2 separate regions of the Mus musculus genome follow, and region 2 is linked to region 1. The links are chromatin contacts, called in public HiChIP or PLAC-seq maps. All regions are on one chromosome and are shown on one strand. The core of a region is the stretch at or near the end of the contact, and the rest is flanking DNA. Distances in the headings are between cores, read along the strand shown.

Region 1 (4,150 bases), core at 986-3,485:
CCAACAAACCCACTTTCCCACCCCTAGGCTGGCCTTTGGGGCTATGAGGTATGGCCACTCATCATTCAGTGATGCTGCGGTGTGTTTTTGCTCTCCAACTCTATTCACTTTGTGTCTCAAGAGAGCAGCCCTCTGGCCTCCATCCTTCCCGATAGACTTGTAATGTCTGTGCATAGTTTGGCTGTAGCACTACCTTCCCTATCAACATTGCACTTCCTGCAGATCAACACTCTTCCTGTGTGCATCTCACCGTGGAAGTGTCACTATGGTTTACAATGTACACCTATTTCCCTTTCTTAAAAACAGGATTTGGCTTGAATTCAGCATTTGCCGTAGTAACTGTGGGTCCAGATTACCTAAAACGCTTATTAAAATGCAGGTGGTGGGGGTTTCGTAAAGTTCTGCCCATGAAGTGTTTGCTTCAGGCCTTGAGTCCCAGAACCAACTGTAAAAGCAGAGTGTGGTGGCGGATGCTTGAAATTTCAGTGCTGGGGTGGTGGACACAGAAGGATCCCCTGGGGGCTGACCAGCCAGCTAGCCTACCGCATGATGTGAGTTCTAGGCAACTGAGAGACCTTGTCTCAAAAAATAATGTGGAAAGTGTCCTGAGAAATTCGTCTTCAGCTCTCCATGCATGCAAATACACATGTGCTCATCTGTACACACACACACACACACACACACACACACACACACACACACACACTTCAATTCAGTGGGTCTTATGTAGGAGCCTAGAGTCTGCATTTCTAGCAAGCCCCCAGGTTTGTGACATCTCTGACTTATGTCCCCAGGCTTCTTTGCACACTCAAGATCCAGAACGAACGGAGTGGCTGACTTTGCTCATGCAGAAGGGTACCATTACCCATTAGCTTCCAGTTCTTCTCAGCTCTGGCTCCCCATTAGAACCGCCCGGGGAAGTGTTAGAGCATTCTACAGCCCAGATCCCACCCTGGGGGTTTCTAATTTAATTAGCTTGGAAAGGAGCCTGGGCATTAGATGGTTTTCAGCTTGAGTGCAAGTCCCTTGGATTGTAAGCTGCAACTCTTTGAAGATTTGAGGTTTCCCTTACTGTTCCCAGGTCTATCTCATGACCCCACAGGCTGCAACCTTTTAATAGAAGTTGGTTGAATAAATTAACTTCTTGCTCTTGGCTTGGGATCAGTGTTTCTAAGGTACTTCCATCTCTTCAGGGTAGGCAGTTCTTTTTTTTTTTTTTTTTTTTTTTTTTTGAAGGGAAGGTGGCTCTGGAAATGACACATTTATGAGGTGAGAAAGCCAAGGGTGAGTGTGTTGGGGGCCCTGAATTAGGAAGTAAGCCAACCCTGGTGACATCTTATGGCTCAGAGTGGGTGGCAGAAAGGCCAAGCTGAGGATGTAAGCTCTTTTAAAGTTACTGCAGGAAAAATCTTTGGCCCAATATATTTTAAGGAGTCCCCTTTAATAGCTCTTCCGGCAAGGGCAAATTTAAGCAGTTTATTGTTCAGTGTGCTTATGTATTTTCAAATAGCCAATGAATATGTAAGCAGGGAACTGGGCTGGTTTCAGGCCAGGCATCCCAGCAAAGGACAATGTTGGGAAGCTTCTCTTGACTTCAGCCCGGTTTTGTTTTATATAATGAGCTCTCAAGTGCTGGAAAGTCAAGGACTCTGAGAAGGAATGAATAGTGAACAAAGAAAGAAACGCGGCGGGAGGGGGGTAGGGGTGGTAGGGGGAAGCCTTGTGGTGCCAGTGGAGAATACTGAGCAGCTGAAGAATCAGGTTGTAACAAGGGCCTTGAGTCAAATGGCTTCTAGATTCACTGAGGCAGATCTGGCTGTGTCCCAGGGCTGGAGGCGGAAGCATGTTTGACTGTGAACAGCTCAAGATAGCCTACTACTAATTTTTGAGCAGTTCTATGAGCTAGTCTTTAAACACAGCCATCACTAAGAAATCATAAAACTTTACAGTCAGATTATTTGAGAGCAAACTAAGGAACACTTGACCCCATTGTTCCTTAACCATTTTACCACATTTTGCTGTTATATAAATGGCAGAGTTGTTATGCCTGTAACCAGCACCCGGTGAAAATATTTATAGTCATCAGTGGTCTTTCTCCATGGTGAGAATATTTATAGTCATCAGTGGTCTTTCTCCTTTACCCTGCTTTCTATGATGTCATAGTGACAGCCTGGCAGGCTAGACCATAAGAGTTGATATGTGGGTCTGGGGGGTATAGCTCAGTTGCATCTGTGAAGTCCTGTGTTTCATCTATGGTACTAAATGAAACCGGACATGATAGCACGTGCCTGTAAGCTCCGTCCTTGGGCGACAGAAGCAAGAGGATCAGCGGTTCAAGGTCAGCCTTGGCTACGAAGTGACTCTTGGAGAACAGCCTGGACTGTGAGTGTTACTCAGGGGTTTGTTGATTTTGTAGTTTTGAAAAGCAAGGAAGGGGCCGAAGAGATGGCTCCGTGGTTAGTAGGACTTGATGTTCTCTTAGAGGACCAGAGTTCTCACCACCAACATCAGGCCGTTCACAATCTACTATAACATCAGCTGCAGAGGATTTGATGTCCATTTTTAGCCTCTAAATGACCCTCTAATGTAAGTGCTGGCGCCTACACACAAATAAATAAATAACAAAACGTTTTTTTTAAAGTCATGGGGAAATGTCATTAATATGTATTAAATCAGCACTGGTGAATTCATATTAAATGTGTGTGAGGGCTATGGTATACTGACGTGGTCCGTTCCTGCGGATGAAAGGCTCCGCATTTAATCCCACGCAGGGCAAGAGGAAGGCAAGAATCAGTTGTTACATAGGCTGGACAAAAAAATCTCAAGATTTGAAAATTCCGAGGATATAGGATTAGTCTATTTGTATTGTTCTGGGTTGGGCCTGGGCCGCAAAAGACTCACAGAGCCTTGTTTTAAAACCTCTGGGCCGGACAAATTCTGAACTTCAGAATTTGGGGATCTGGGAGTGGTCACATGGTATGGGCATGGCGTGTTACAATCCACAGTGTAGTCAGATGTAGCAGACTGTGCCCAAGTGTGGGCACATTTTTAAAGATGTGGAATCAAGGTGTTTTCTCCCTAGACTGTAGGAGGAAAATCCGTGTGTGTTGTGTCAGTTCAAGTCAAGATTTACCACCATATGAGCGGAGCTCATGTAAAGTGTTCTCGGCTGAGTGAGGAAGAAAGAAGGAATGAACTGTGGAAAACACACCAGGAGCTGTGGACTCTGTACAGACTGGTCGGTCCAAGCTAATACAGGAGCCATGGTGGGCAGCCTGTATTAGGTCACATGACCTGAGGTTTCACAGGCCCTTGGTTCAGTTCCTCCCACATCTGCTCATCTTCCTATTAGGAGACTGTTTTGTTGTTTTCTTTATTTAACAAAAGATTTATCCTATTTGTGTGTGTGTGTGTGTGTGTGTGCGTGCGCGCGCGCGCGCGCGCGCGCGGGCACATGTATGCTTTGTGTGTGTGTGCACCCATGGAATCCAGAACTGGGCCTCACATTCCCTGGAGCTGAAACTACAGGCATCTGTGAGCCTTGGGATCTGGGTGCTAGCATCCAAACTACAGTCATCTGACAGAACAGCGATAGCAAGCTGTCTTAATGACTACCTTACCCCTTCAGCTCTTACTGGGAGATTTCTGGTGAGAACACATTGGTACACTTTCCCCTCTGACAGCATTCAGTAGTACTCTGTCACACACACCCTCCTTCCTGTGAGTCAGGGAAGCAGGCCTGAGGTTTTAGGAGGGGCAAAGGAGCATGTACTCTGGGAATAAGCTGGCCCAGCCTCTCAGAAGGAGTATAGTACTCCACAGCAAGAACTCACAGTATTGCTAGAACACTAGCTATGTGGGACCACCCCCTGGGGCTTTGTAAAATTCTAATTGCGAGTGAGTCCTAGGAATGACAAACATTTTCTCAGATGATAAACCAAGTCTCAGCCAGGAATCTCAGGGAATGGGGGATTTAAAAAATCAGCTCTGATGGTTGGTGCTTGTAATCCTGGTACTTGCGAAGCCGAGGTGGAAAGTTGCTGTGAGCTCAAGGCTAAGCCCTGGCTGAGTAGTGATTTCCAGGGCAGCATGTGTTCAAAAAAAAAAAAAAGCTCCCAAACACCTTAAATAATCCAACGATCCCAAGCAT
Region 2 (4,150 bases), core at 519-3,018, 260 kb before region 1:
GAGTAGGAGAAGGATAGAGGGAGGGGGGAGGGTAATAGAGGTGAAAAATACCCTAAATTCAGAATCCACTCGAATAAAGTTGTCAAGGAATGAAAAGCAAGGCAAAACCTTTCCCATAATTAATATTTTTATATTGATGGGAATCAAACCCCAGGCTTTGGACCAGAAATCTCTTCTTAAGAGCTAACCATCCTAGTTAAGTATTAAAGTCATTCTCTCAGGGCAGCTGGAGTAGTTGGGAAAGGACAGCCAGAGAGGCGACGATGTCATCAGGCCTCACCCCTTCCTTCCCTGCTGCATGCGCTGCACATACCCTTGCATTGGAGATGACCGGTGGCTTCCTTCGTGGCTAGTGAGGTGGGTCCTGTGTGGTCCACAGCTGCCTGTAACTCCTACTCAAAGGGATTTTGCTCCCTCTTTTGGTTTCTATGGGCATCATGCACCTGTGCCCATATCTCTCCCCCACCCCAAACACATAATTAAAAATTGAATAAAAATCTAAGATTAATACAATGGCAGTACTGCCTTTAGGTGCAACTTGAGATGGTATAGGCCTTAAAGGAAAGTTATTAACTCCCAGGACTGAAGGCTGACGGTGGGGAAGGGAGCTGCACTCAGGGATCTGTCTGAGAGGATCTTCATCCATGCTTCTCTCGGTATCTCCCTACACTAAGTCTGACTCATCCTGCTACCAAGCCTCTGTTCTTGTGTGTACTACACCAGCTAAAATCCACATGGTCTCTTACCCTAGGAAGATGTTGGATGACAATGATGGAATCCATAGGCCCCTCCTTTTGTCTGCATCAGCTGACCTTGATCCTTTGCCCTTTCCTGTCCACGGAGATTCCCTCAAAAAACCCTGAGTGAATTTGGAAAGAGGAAAAGGGAAACAGAAGATGAAATTCAGGAATCTATTACTGTACCTATCTTCAATTAGGGCACGAGTATGTTCTTTTATTTCCCTTCTTACCAGTTTACCAAGAAGCCATCTTCGAACTGGGGAGTGTTGACAGCTGTGGATCTCACCTGGACAGGCACACAGTTGATGACATCATTTCAGTCTTGACAGGATGCCTTCGTTTTACACGATGAACTCTGACCCTCTTGCGGGTCACGTCCCTCTTGGGGATTTGTTAGAATCCAGATTTAACTACCTCTCTACTAGATTTGCTTTTATAGATCTTCAGTGAGGTAGGGACTGGATATGTGGATGGTTAATGAGTATCCAAGGGGTTGTTATGATCAGACCAGTTTAGGAAATAGTGTAGTAGTGGTGGTGACGAGTGAGAAATGTCCTCACAGGCTCAGGTACTTGAATGTGTGGTTCCATGTGCTGTTTGGGAAGTCATGGAACCTTTAGGTGGTGCAGCCATGCAGGAGGAAGCACGCCACTGAGGGTGGGCATTGAGTGATCATGGCCTCAGTCCTCTCTCTGCTCTGTTTGCAGTGACAGAAGTGATTTTTCTTAGCTTCCCACTTTCTGGTCATTGTGTGTTATCACAACAGGAAAGCGACTGACACACTGACATCCTTTGCTGTGGCTGTTAGAGAACACAATAATCCCACCGGCTGGGTAAATGGCTCTGTAAATGTCCAGTGTTGAGGTTTCGCCTTTTACTGTCTATTGTAATGCTAAGTGTGGGCCCCCAAGACCTGGAGTCTGCACACAGCTCATGTGACCCTGTCCCCAAGTTAATTCTGATTGGTGAATAAAGATGTCAATAGCTGTGCAGAAGAGACATAGGTAGGGTTTAGGATTCCCAGGCTTGTGGGAGAGGAGCGCTCACTGGAGAGGAGGAAGGAAAGTCACAATGGGTTAAGGGTCAAGGGTCATGAGAACTACCCAATCAGAGTTAAGAGCAGCCCAGATGGAACATGGTAAATAGTAAGTAATAACTCAGGGTTATCAATAGTGAAGTGGATTCTAACAGCTTGGAGGTGAGGTATCCATCCGTTCAGCTATTGTGCTGCTTAAGGCTTGTAACTATGAAGGCTGTGAGTGTGTTTTTCATCCAGGAACTCAATAACCAAAGGTGGGGTAGAAACCTCGGCTGGGATTTAAATAATTTATTATAACACTCCAGAGGTAAGGTATGGATTTAGGGTGCTGATATCAATTTCAACTGTGCATTCTTTGTCATCCCCTCCCTTCTTCCGTCTCTCCATCCTTTTCCTCCTTTCAGGCTTCCATCTCTGTTTTATTTTCAATCGCGTGTCTTTGTGCCCTTGTGTCGGTCCCACTGAGGCCAGAAGAGGGCACCCAGTCACCTGGAACTGGAGTTACAGCTGGTTGTGAGCTGGCTGATATGGGTGCTGAGAACTGAGCTTAGGACCACAGCAGGAACCTTGCTTGCTTTTAAACCAGAGAGCTACCTCTCCAGTCCCATCTTCCCCTGTTTGCTTCCTTCCTCCCTTCTTCTCCTCCCCCCACCCCCCTCTCTGTTTTTGTGGTACAGAGGCTCACTCTGCTCAGGCTGGCCTGGAACTCACTTTGTTGCCAGGGTTGACCTTGAACTCCAAATGTTTTTGTCTCTGCATCCCCAAAGGCTGGGATTTCTGGCTCACACCTCCGGGCTCACTCTCCCATTTTTGTCTTCTCCTTGAACAAATTTTATTGTACTATTTAAGTATTATATCACAAATTATTATTATTTTTGCAAACAAAGTAGACTATAATAGAAGGAATTCTGGCAGGATGTAAAGGGACGGATTCTACGGGTCATTCTGAAGACACTTTTCGATGGACTGTTTCTGGAAGTGTGAAAGCCACCCAGAGATGTTTCCACAAGTCACAGCAGGCTGGGGAGGGAGTATCAGCTTGTTTCTTAGGCTACTACCCCAATTTAGCATCAACCTAGTGACTTAAAACTTCCTCACTTTATTGTCTCACCATTCTGGATGCCAGACATCTGAAATGAGTTTTTCAGGGTGAAGACATGGTGTTGACAGGGGTAGATCCTTCTGGAAGTCACAAGGGGAGAAATGTGCTTTATTATAGCTTCAGGTTGCTGCTGGCACTCCGTGGTTTATGTCCTTGTCACCTCAGTCCTGGTTTCTCTGATGACATAGACTTCTGTTCTGCATCAAATTTCCTTTGGGCCTCCTCATGTGTGTGTGTGTGTGTGTGTGTGTGTGTGTGTGATGTGTGTGTATATATGTATATACATGTATACATGTGTGTATGAAGGTCAGAGGTGAGCCTTGGGTGTTGCTTTAGACGTATTCATCTTATATGGTATGCATGTGGTATATGTGTGCATTGTTTGTATGTGTGTGTGTGTGCACATGTGTTTGCTTGTAGATGTTAGAGAAAAACTTTGGGTGTGCCGTCCTATCTATCTCTGCATTATTCTTTTGAGACAGGCTGTCTCAACTGAACCCAGAGCTATACCAGCAGCCAGTAAGTTGCAGGGATCCTCCTGTCTCCGTGCTTCACAGTGCCATGGATACAACCACATCTGTTTTTATTTCTATTTTTATTTTTTTAATGTGCATACTTGGGACACTCATGTTTGCATAACAAGTCCCCCCCCCCAAGTCATATTTCTAGCCCTCTTGCATTTGAGACAAGGTCTCTCATTGGCTGGGGGGGGGGTCCACCAATTAGGACAGGTTGGTTGGTCAATAAGCCTTAAGAATCCTCCTGCTTCTGCTTCCCCAGTGCTGGGATAAAGGTATGTGCCAGCACACTTGGCTTTAACAGGAACTCTGAGATCCATACTTGGGTCTTCAAGCTTGCACAGAAAGACTATTATTCATTTGTCTCCCCAGTCCTTTGCCTTTTATAAATGATGTGTGGTTTCATTCAGCACCAACACACAGACTCCAGTGTCAGCTGCCATCACAGGGTCTTTAAATTGATTACACCTGCATCCTCCTTTTCCAAATAAGGTAACCCTCACAATATTGGTAATACTGGGAATAGGGATGTGCTAATTAGTTCTGTCAACTTGATACACACTAGAGATACTTTAGAAGAGGGAGTCTCAGCTGAGAAATTGCCTCCATCAGATCGGCCTGTGGGCAAGCAGGAACATTTTCTTGATTCCTAACTGGTGTGGGAGGGCCCAGCTCATGGTGGGCAGTGGCGTCCCTGTGCAGATAGGCTTGATTTATTCAAAGAAGACAGCTGAACAGGCCAGAGGGAAGA

Evidence for each region. HiChIP or PLAC-seq counts read pairs in DNA pulled down with a chosen protein or histone mark.
Region 2: a contact with region 1 is called in an H3K4me3 HiChIP or PLAC-seq map of stem cell-derived neural progenitor cells, with 22 read pairs. The contact joins the promoter of 4930488B22Rik here to the enhancer-like site in region 1. A contact is called at or near these places in 5 of 39 promoter capture datasets (the 3T3-L1 cell line, the HPC-7 cell line, embryonic stem cells and 1 more), 1 of 15 datasets of contacts at CTCF or cohesin (the NIH/3T3 cell line), 12 of 484 Hi-C or Micro-C datasets (the G1E-ER4 cell line, astrocytes, bone marrow-derived macrophages and 7 more), 20 of 115 datasets of contacts at active chromatin or transcription factors (bone marrow-derived macrophages, a colorectal cancer cell line, craniofacial prominence and 13 more) and 1 of 9 other capture datasets (bone marrow-derived macrophages).

What each region holds. Positions count from the first base shown.
Region 1 is chr1:184,451,451-184,455,600 of GRCm38.p6, reverse strand. No RefSeq gene overlaps it. Among named protein-coding and RNA genes, the nearest start is that of Gm34229, 21 kb to the right of the region's middle. Within about 2 kb of position 2,235, at least 10 of the 459 cell types and tissues checked have an H3K27ac peak or open chromatin away from gene starts, as enhancers often do. A contact at or near this core is called in stem cell-derived neural progenitor cells, where this site is marked.
Region 2 is chr1:184,710,115-184,714,264 of GRCm38.p6, reverse strand. 4930488B22Rik (RIKEN cDNA 4930488B22 gene) reads right to left here and starts at 1,768. Exons shown (of 3, transcript NR_040627.1): 1 at 971-1,768; 2 at 747-859.